2 separate regions of the Bombyx mori genome follow, and region 2 is linked to region 1. The links are chromatin contacts, called in public Hi-C maps. All regions are on one chromosome and are shown on one strand. Each heading gives the region's core, a stretch centred on a gene start, on an enhancer-like site or on the middle of the called end of the contact. The rest is flanking DNA. Distances are from core to core; before and after follow the strand shown.

Region 1 (5,581 bases), core at 2,081-4,580:
CATGATTGTATCGGCGCGTCTACGAGTGTCGCCTACAAATTAAGTACGTACCTACAATATTATGTTTATTAAACTACTTATTATTATTGGAGATAAGAAAAAAGAAACAACGAACTTGTGTGGGTTGATAGCCAAGGTGTCAATGCACCGGGTGCATTGTTCGCTGCGAATGATGCATTCACACGTCTAGAGTACGAGGGTAAGGTCAATGGCTGTCACCATGTTTGCGCGTCTTACATAATATTTGTTTGTTTTACGACTGTGGCCGGTGGGTGTTGTCTAACGCGGCACCTGTGGTCCGTGCCAATTTCTTAATAATGCAAGCGTGAAGGAGTGTTCGCGTACGCAACGATCTAGCATACGTATTATAGCACATGTTATAAATGTTTCATAATTTTATATCTGGAAAGTAACGTCCTTGCGGTAATCTCGGCTCGGAAACATGACTCAGTACCGATAAACGAACAGCTAGGCAACGAACGGTTGCCAAATAAAACTTGCACTTATTACCAAAATAATGCTAACATTACTACTATGTGTGATTATTTCGAAGTTCATTGTTGAGTTTCTGAAGTGGGTCAAAATGATATATGAGCAACGAGTAGCATTCTATTATTGAAATTTATTTCTCTGTGAATCTCACTTGTGCTGGATTCAGTTTAGTTTCTAATGCCACCCGAGAAACTAAACTTTATGTTGCCAGCTGTAGTCATTATTTACAGGGTAATAATACTAGAATAATATCTCGTTTATTGACTCGAATATTTTAGTTATGAAATCACTGAATATCGACTGACGTTGCTATCTGTACCTATACGTCACATCAACTCCGAGCGGTCGTAGAGATCATGGATCCGTGATGTTTCTGTGGTAATATATAAGTGAAAATAGTAAATATATAAGTGACCTATTTATGTTAAATCGACGATTTGAATCTGATGATGCAAAATATTTATATAACACGCATGCTGTATGGTTTGGAAAAGGTAAAGAATCGGTGTAAATATTTTACAAGAATTTTCTCTTTTTCAATGCTGTCAAGCATATGGCAATTTTTTTAATAATTTTTTTAAAAATAGCATAACAGTTTATTTTAATAAACTTTATTATCTTTTATGGTTCGTATTAACGTTGAGTTGTGTAATTTTCTACACAAACGGATATCTCAGAATTCTACTCATAAATCATCCTTGTGGTTTAAATCATTTCTGTTATCTTATCGTACATTAAATACTTTATGGGTTTATAAAACATTGAATAGATATCGTCTATTGCGAATTTACAGAAGTCAAAACATTCGCTATTTATAACGTACGATCTTAATACGTTATGAAATATTATGAGTTGGTCCACTTGAAAGTTATGTAACGCGGCTTGTATACATACTGGATTGTAGACAGTGATTGTAGACGTAAAGAAATCGTTTCGGAAATTGAAACGGGATGAACTAATGCCGTAACTAAAAAGGAAACCAATATTCGATTTACAAATTTGAACAGATTTATTAGGTATTATTTAACACATTGTCTTCCACGGTGAAGGAATAACATCGTGTAATAAAAATCAAACCCACACAATTATAATTTGCGTAATCACTGGTGGTAGGACCTCTTGGGAGTCCGCACGGGTAGGTACCACCACCCCGCCTATTTCCGCCGTGAAACAGTAATGCATTTCGGTTTGAAGGGTGGGGTAGCCGTTGTAATTATACTGAGACCTTAGAACTTATATCTCAAGATGGGTGGCGCATTTACGTTGTAGATGTCTATGGGTTCCAGTAACCACTTAACATCAGGTGGGCTGTGAGCTCGTCCATCCATCTAAGAGAAAAAAAAAACACATTCTTCTAAGTTTGACCTGTATATATGTAATCTATGCCGTGTAATCTGTCAACTTAATTTTTATACGGCAAGACATCCGATTAACTTTATAATTTCGACACGTATCAAGGACCGATACAATAATTTTATCCTTTCGGTTGAAAATTGTAATGGTCATTTATTAAATTTGAACAGATTTATTATTAATTGAACACGTTTTATTAGTTTAAACTGTCCTAAATATCTATGTCATGCATTATTTCAATATAATAATCTTCATCAACTTCAAGACGTCGGTTTGACTTGAAAATTTGCAAACGTATCAAGGACGACATTTAATTTAATAATCATATTACTTGGATCTAATAAAAAAAGGTGCATTAAAATAATAATTATTAAATTCGGTTAGCTATTAAATTTTTTTCAACTACATTTATTTAATTATTGTTTCTATTAAATTTTGATAGTGTAATGCATAAAATCGATCTAAATCTTGAAATTACGGTTATTATGGAATTTTGAACACTGGGCGAAGACTGGTTGGTATACACATTGTACTTGTCGTTTAATTGTGTTCATGGTTCATGCACTTCGAAATTTACGGGAAAGTAGTTAGCAGACGGGCTATGCATTTACCGCGGCACCAAAAATGCAGTATATTAGCTAATTAAACCTTGTTTTTTATTCTATGTAAACATGTTTTTATTTTATATTCATATTAGATGATGATACCAATCCGTATACGCTTACAATGCGCCCTACGATCAGTATAACGAGACGATTCAGGAAATATTTAGTTTTGAAATTAGAAGTAAAAAAACATTGAAAAAAAAATCTACGAATGTTGAATTCTAAACAACAGGAAAACCTCAAATTGATCTTCGATTTCATACTAATTAAGTTTTACAGAAATATGTATTTTGATAGGCCGTTTAAATATATATATTTTTACAGGGACCTGTAATTAAATTTATTAAATGAAAATAATGGTTTATTTTATTAAATCATGTTAGTCAATCACTCAAAAAAAAGGAATTGTTAAAGTCAATATTCTGACGAGGTTTTCTCATATGAAATCGCTAAATATATTTTTATCAAATAGTTTTAGGTGATCACACGATTAGCAATGATACGTGTCGGATATCATTAAAACTTTTTTGCGGTTTAATCTCGCGTTTTTATTGTCATTACATTAGCTTCGACGCTTCGAATACTGTATATACTGTATGCATACAATATAGTATACTGTGTACTGAATACTAAATAGTATACTAGTATACCGAATACTGCAATATTCAGCCCTTCGTAACTAAGCGAATATATGAGTTACAATAAAAAAAAAACGCAAGATTAATACGATAAAGTAGTTTTATTGAGTTTATTACTTGCAAAAGCCGAAATAAATACTATGAATACGGTATGTTTAATTGACGCGAACTTGAATGGAAGGTGTACTGTACTTACTTGTGTCCCAGCTCGTGTGTAATTGTGTGAGCGAGCATTATTCCGTTGTCTTCGTTCACAGAACAGCTGCGGTCCGGCTTGCACATACCCGCTACGTGTGCTACACCCAAAGTACTGTGTGAATAAGAAATTATCATAAGTTTTTAATTAGTACATCCAAATTTAGTAGCGTAAAAAATCAAGTATTGGAAATGCAGCGCTCTTATCGGTACAGGTTTTATGGTAATATTCGGCTTACTGTTTATCTGATTTGCCTATTTTCCGCTTCTTTAAATAAGACTCTCGATGGGATACAATCCATCTTGAGGTCATTCATCATAATAACGATAGGTCACGGCTTATCTCTGCCCTTGGCATTGCTGACGTCCAAGAGCGACAGAAACCACCCACCATAAGGCATAAGGCCGTATGCTTGCCTGCTTACAAAGGCAAATAAAATGTTTTATAGAAAATTATTATATACATAATATGATTAATTCCTTCTTATTTATTTGAAGCAAGTCATTGTAACGTTCGCAATAAATATACTTCGTTAACAAAAAAAATAGGATTTTAATATTATGTTCTGCTTAAATAATATAACAGGTAAATTTATATTATTGATTTGATTTTTCCTATTTTATTCTATTTTTATTGGTTCTATGGGATTAATAATAAATATAATAACATGTATAAATATGCCCCAGACATGTATTGTCTACATACACCCAGAAGATACACCTAGAAGATTTTTACTGGTGGTAGGACCTCTTGTGAGTCCGCGCGGGTAGGTACCACCGCCGTGACTATTTCTGCCGTGAAGCAGTAATGCGTTTCGGTTTGAAGGGTGGGGCAGCCGTTGTAACTATACTTGAGACCTTAGAACTTATATCTCAAGGTGGGTGGCGCATTTACGTCGTGGATGTCTATGGGTTCCAGTAACCACTTAACACCAGGTGGGCTGTGAGCTCGTCCACCTACCTAAGCAATAAAAAAAAAAAAAAAAAAAGATAACCAAAAATAATTTACATAGATTCCGGATTCGATTTTGAACCCATTGGTATATCGATCAGGCTTACTAATCACTACATCAACGATCTGATCAAAAGAGTACATGTCCAAAACATTTCTATTTTTTACGGTTTTAAGTATTAATTCAAACTAGAGGTCCCGCAGTAGTCGAAATTCGACTATAATTAATTGGAATTGTAAGTTTGTACACTATTATTGTATTTTATATTTGTTAATTTCGCCAAGACTACACTATAAAAAATATTAACAAAGACAAACCATATTCTATTCTCAATTTGACAACAGACGTCAAGAACAAAAGTTTGACAATAAATAGTTTGCATGCGTGTGTGCGTCTAATACATGGTATGTAGTGTGTGTAATGTTTTCTTTATTGATTTAATGTATCTTTTATGCATTAGTTTAAAAAAATATTAGCACTGTGCACTTCTTCTCTATATTCTCTATAAGTGTGGAAAATTTCATACTCCTCCGTCCGCGCAATTTTCGTAAAAAGGGATACAAAGTTTTTGCTTCACGTATTAATATATAGATTAGACGAGCCCCATGGAGTCATCCGAATTAAGCAACTAAAAGAGAATGAAACTCGTAGCATTTCCCCGGGATACAGAGTTACTTGTCACTCTCTCTAATCCATAAACTACTAGTCGGATTGTATATAGGTCATTGGTATGTAAAATCACGAACAAGAAAACACTGGGTCGTATTTATTCTAACCGATATTCCCGACATAGTCTGGCGTTGTTATCAGAATGTTGTAACACATTCAGGCTGTAAGCTATCTCTGTGCCAAATTTATTCACTGTTTTTTGCGCGTTTATGTAACAGACATCTAAACATACGAACAAATATTTAAATAATAATATTTTAATTTATGAACTCATTAAATAGGTACAGGAAAAACATTCTCATTTGAGTATGTTTAACGGATTTTCTGATAAAGTAATTTAATTAATCACATGATTTCATGGAAACGGTTTTAGTAAGTAAGAATAAATAAACCTGTTTTGTGAGTGGGTACCTTTATTTAAGATCTATACTAAGAAATTTTATTTTTGGGTAATTTAATAGAGATAGAACATGAGGAAATAGAATTCTAAAAATTTACAAATGCATATTAAGAATTTAATTTCAATTTTATATGGTAAACGTTAAATGATAAATGCTCTGAGCTATTTTTATTGGTACGACATTTATAAGGCGCCATCAATGATAAAACAAAATTTTCAATCAAATATAGTGTATGTTGCAAATGAAATCACAATTGCGACAGGCATAGGGGTCCT
Region 2 (5,581 bases), core at 1,934-4,433, 84 kb after region 1:
ATATGCACTAGTATATTTATTAAAAAAATAACAGCATTGTCCGTATGAAGATATTGAAATATTCGTAATCTCGGAAATTGAAAAAAGTATGAAACCGACATCGGTGTATGTATATATGTAAACCGTGTCAGTTCTATCAGTTTCTGGTAACACATTTTTTATATTTCAAATGTAAATCACAACTTTGAATAACCCATCATTTAATTTCATATCAATGCCAGATGGGTCTATACTTGATTAAGAATCAATTTTATTGTTCTGAAATATGAATAATTATGTATGAATAATTTTGAATAAGTTATGAGATAATAAAAATGACTAATAAAAAAATTCTTTGTTACTCGTAATATCGGAACACGTAAAATACGCAATGATCAAAACTTTATACTCGTAAGAAATTGACAAATATGAATCTAAGAGGAACGCGAATGCGAACGGATTCAAACGAGTCGTGTCAAATGTCACAGAGCATATGACACGATTTTATTACTGTCCATTTTTTTTATCTCAAGGATGATTAGCTTCTGATAGTTGATTTTTTTATGTAAACAAAGGTGCATTTTTTTAATGCCCTTTTAGGCAGACCAGCATACAGCCCACCTGATGGTGAGTGGTTACCGTCGCCCATGGACTTCAGCAATGCCAGGGGCAGAGCCAAGCCGCTGCTTACCGCTTAATAATCTCCACAAGACTCGCTTGAAGAAGGACATGTCATAGCGCTCGGGAAACACCGTGGTGGGGAGCTCATTCCATAGCCGGATGGTACGTGGCAAAAAAGACCTCTGGAAACGCACTGTGGATGATCGCAGTGGCTCCGTTTTTGGATGATCGCAGTGGCTTAGTGGCTATTTGGGTCTACGCAATGCAAATTAATATGGACATTCAACCCGATTGATTTTACATTAAATTAGTCTGCGATTACTTTAATTTCAACCTTATAACTCGGCGATTAGCGGTTTCGAATTTTTTCAATGGCCGCAATTCATTCGAAGTATTATTAATTTGTTTAAAACAGATCATCATTTTTACGATTTGGTAACATAAAACCTAATTTCCAAAAACGTTAAATGTTTTAACGTTCTTAATATGTATATAAAATATCGTTACATTTTTTATGTAAAGTTAACTGTTAAAACCTTGTTCAAATAATTGATGAAATGAGCAATATATTTGCTATTACATTTATAATAGGTTCGTGGGCTGTTGTTAAAATTTATGAAAGACAAAATTTTATGAAATTTAACGCTCAATCAAAAATACGATTATTTAATTATTATTTTTATCTTTTTACTAGCTGACCCAGCAGACTTCGTAGTGCCTAAACGTAAACCTTTGTATAAAATAAACTTAAAACAAATAAAAGGAATCCGTCCGACGGGGGACATATAAAAGAAAAAACAAAACTGTTATTTTTATTTAATTCCGAGGATTTTTATATTTATCTACCTTTTAAACCTTCTCTGGACTTCCACAAATAATTCAAGACCAAAATTAGCCAAATCGGTGCAGCCGCTCTCGAGTTTTCGCGAGACTAACGAACAGCAATTCATTTTTATATATATATATATATAGAAGAAGAAGATAGAAGATAACAGCTCTTTGAAGCTGAACTGTTCATGTTAGAAAGGCAAATTAGATGTGCCTCCTTTCTCCATAAATTTACTTTGTTCGAAAAAATTTAAAGCAAAGGTTATTAACACTTCTACTATGAAATTACAAAATTTGATGGCTGCACCGCGATTGCGTCAACAAATATATTCTAAATCTTAAAATTTTCAAGTTCAAGTCAAAGAAGAGTCAAATTAAATTAAGCATAAATTATTAGATAGCTTTTTGCAGCGATCTGATTCTACGCCATTAAGTCCTCGTTAAATTTTATTTAATATATTTATATTTGAAAATATTTTTACGGTTTAATATACTTTTAAGTATTTATTAAGTAGAACCGTAAAAGTAGTTTTATGTCTACGTCTCCCAAGAACCTTATAAGAGTCAACGAGTTTTGCAATTTATTTGCATTTTAATTAAAATAGTTTTAGTATGATATTATTGCAATTTAAATTTTTTACGATATAATTGATATTTCTTAATTAATCTTTCTTAAAGACACAATTCTAATAATCAAATTATGCAAAATTTACAAAACACACCATATAATTCCCAAGTAATTTAAGCAATGTATTAAAAGTGTGTCAATGAATAAAAAAATAGAATTATCTATATATTATAATAACTCTGTAATAAATCTAATATTTATTTACTTTTAAGTATTACATAACATAATTAAAGGATTATTTTAATGACTCAATATGTTTTGACGTGCGATAAAGATCTGAGATAAAGTATGTGTTTGGATAATAGAAAGTACCACCAGTTAGTAGTATGCAATTACTTAGCGACGGGTTATGTTTATTTATGTTGTTATAGCAAATATTATACGTATTATAGTACATTCGTATATTATAATGAAATCGCTTTTATGATGTTTAAGATGTAAAAAATATTACAACATTCATTACAAAAACTTATACGTGTGTATAAGGTTAACTTAAATTTTTAAATTTACATAATTAGTGTGCGATCATAATTCAGGTTCAATAGAATTGATAAACTCGGTTAATTAAGATAAAAATACCTTAACGCTGGCTAACCATTTAAAAAAAAGACGGGTGCATACTCACTCCAGTGAAGGTTGCGTTTCATGCGTCGGAGTCGTTAGTAGACGCTCCGTAGACGATACCGGCGAGTCGAATTTCGTTAGTAAAAAGTGAAATTTCTTGCGAAGAACGAAGTCTCAATACGCTAATTTCTTATTCATTTGTCGTGAAAAACGTGGATGCGCGGCACCAAAATTCAGTTCGCGCCAGATATATATATATTTATTATTAAACACGTGTATTATAAATAGAGATATGATTACCGTCGTCTAAAATAAATTTTAATTTATTTGATATTAAATTAACGGTGTTTATAGGTGTATTATTGGATGTAAGTGCGTTCGGGTAATGTCGGATGCGGCAGCGTGGGCAGAGCAGCTCGGAGAGTGAGCGCGCGTCGCGGAGTCTTGCGGGCCACTGACTACTCGCGCGCACACGGCTGCTGTCGATCTTCTACTCTTCCGATTTTAAAATTAAACGGCGCTTGCATGCGCTTTTCCGACATAAGCATAAGAACGTCGGCGACACACATGCTCCTGCCTTCCCGATTATTAGACACATTTTATGTTTTAACATTTTCAAATAATTGTAATATCAAAATAAATATATTAAATGGTAAGTTGGATTGTGTTCTGTTTTATGAATAGCAGAAAGACAAATAGAGACGCCTCATACCAATTTTCTGTTGCAAATTTTCTCCCGATTTTAAAATTAAGCGGAGCTTGCATGCGTTTTTCCGACATAAGTATACAAACGTCGGCGGCACACATGCACCTGCCTTCCCGATTATTAGACAAATTTTATGTTTTAACATTTTCAGATGATTGTAATATCAAAATAAATGTATTAAACGGTAAGTTGGATTGTCTTCTGTTTTATGAATGGCAGAAACACAAATAGAGATTCCTAATGCCAATTTTCTGTACCAAAGTTTCTCCCGATTTTAAAACTAAGCGGAGCTTGCATGCGCTTTTCCGACATAAGCATATGAACGTCGGCGACACACATGCTCCTGCTTTCCCGATTATTAAACACATTTTTCGTTTTAAAATTCACAAGGATATACATTTAAAAAAAATTGTAATATCAAAATAAATATATTAAACGGTAAGTCGGATTATCTTCTGTTTTATGAATGGCAGAAACACAAATAGAGACGCCTAATATGTACTAATTTTTTTTTATTGCCTTTGTAGGCAGACGGGCATACGGCCCACCTGATGGTGAGTGGTTACCATCGCCCATGGACTTCAGCAATGCCAGGGGCAGAGCCAAGTCGCTGCCTACCGCTTAATACTCTCCACAAGCCTCGTTTGAAGAAGGACATGTCATAGCGCTCGGGAAACACCGTGGAGGGGAGCTCATTCCATAGCCGGATGGTACGTGGCAAAAAAGATCTCTGGAAACGCATTGTGGATCACCGCAGTGGCTCCAGGTAGTATGGATGAACTCTACTCCGGTGGCGGGCGGTGCGATGGTAAAAACGAGATGCCGGTATCATCTCGAACAATTCCTCAGAGCACTCCCCATGGAACATACGGTACAAAATACAGAGGGAACAGAAGTCCCTCCGCAGACCCAGGGGTTATCTGTTGTAAAGTTTTGTTCGATTTTAAAATTAAACGGCGCTTGCATGCGCTTTTCCCACATAAACGAACTTCGGCGACACACATGCTCCTGCCTTCCCGATTATTAGACACATTTTTCGTTTTACAATTTTCAAGGATTTACATTTTAAAAAAAATGTTATATCAAAATAAATATATTAAACGGTAAGTTGGATTGTGTTCTGTTTTATGAATAGCAGAAAGACAAATAGAGACTCCTAATACCAATTATCTGTTGCAAAGATTCTCCCGATTTTAAAATTAAACGGAGCTTGCATGCGTTTTTTCGACATAAGTATACAAACGTCGGCGGCACACATGCTCCTGCCTCCCTGATTATTAGACACATTTTATGTTTTAACATTTTCAAATAATTGTAATATCAAAATAAATATGTTAAACGGTAAGTTGGATTGTCTTCTGTTTTATGAAAAGCAGAAAGACAAATAGAGACGCCTCATACCAATTTTCTGTTGCAAATTTTCTCCCAATTTTAAAATTAAGCGGAGCTTGCATGCGTTTTTCCGACATAAGTATACAAACGTCGGCGGCACATATGCTCTTGCCTTCCCGATTAATAGACACATTTTATGTTTTAACATTTTCAAATAATTGTAATATCAAAATAAATATGTTAAACGGTAAGTTGGATTGTCTTCTGTTTTATGAATGGCAGAAACACAAATAGAGACTCCTAATACCAATTATCTGTTGCAAAGTTTCTCCTAACGGAATTCGCACCCAGTACCTCCGGGAAACTAGTAGTAGTCAATGACATCAAGCACTCGACCAACAAAATAATTTAATTTAATTCCAAAACTCAAACGATAATAGATAAAAAATCTGAATAAATAGTATACCTCAGAATTAATGTATGCAACAATAAATTGACGTAGTATATGTTAGCCCCAAATTTATTTCGTATTTTAAGATATTATTAACGATATTGTACATAAGTCTTTCGCAAAAGTGATTAAATGCAAAAAAAAGAACATTAAAATGTGTGAAGTTTATGTTTAAATGTTTATTACCAAAACCACGTATAATTGTATTTTTTAGGTTTTCATTAGTCGTACATATAATTAAAATTACTTTTACAGCTTAAGCTTGCGTTTATTATTTACTTTCCAGTTTTCGTCGTTACAGAAGACTAAAATACTATTCGTGAAATTTTGTGGAAATTACCGTAAAATTTTTGATTTCAAAAAATCTGAATCTGTCCGCGATTCCGATGCGGTAGTAGATTCTGCGAAGCGCTGTTAGTACTAGAGCTGATATTAGTATATTATCTCAGGTTGAGCCCGCGACTTCCCTAGT

Evidence for each region. Hi-C and Micro-C count contacts between places; a contact is called where the count stands out from the background.
Region 2: a contact with region 1 is called in a Hi-C map of midgut, with 1.5 times the contacts expected there. The contact joins the promoter of LOC101741678 here to the enhancer-like site in region 1. A contact is called at or near these places in 2 of 7 Hi-C or Micro-C datasets (midgut and an unstated tissue).

Annotation. Positions count from the first base shown.
Region 1 is chr21:8,485,466-8,491,046 of ASM3026992v2, forward strand. LOC101741678 (A disintegrin and metalloproteinase with thrombospondin motifs 7) reads right to left here. Exons shown (of 20, transcript XM_038018510.2): 8 at 3,285-3,398. Among protein-coding and RNA genes, the nearest start is that of LOC101737826, 24 kb to the left of the region's middle. Within about 2 kb of position 3,331, at least 5 of the 8 cell types and tissues checked have open chromatin away from gene starts, as enhancers often do.
Region 2 is chr21:8,569,889-8,575,469 of ASM3026992v2, forward strand. LOC101741678 (A disintegrin and metalloproteinase with thrombospondin motifs 7) reads right to left here and starts at 3,184. Exons shown (of 20, transcript XM_038018510.2): 1 at 2,682-3,184.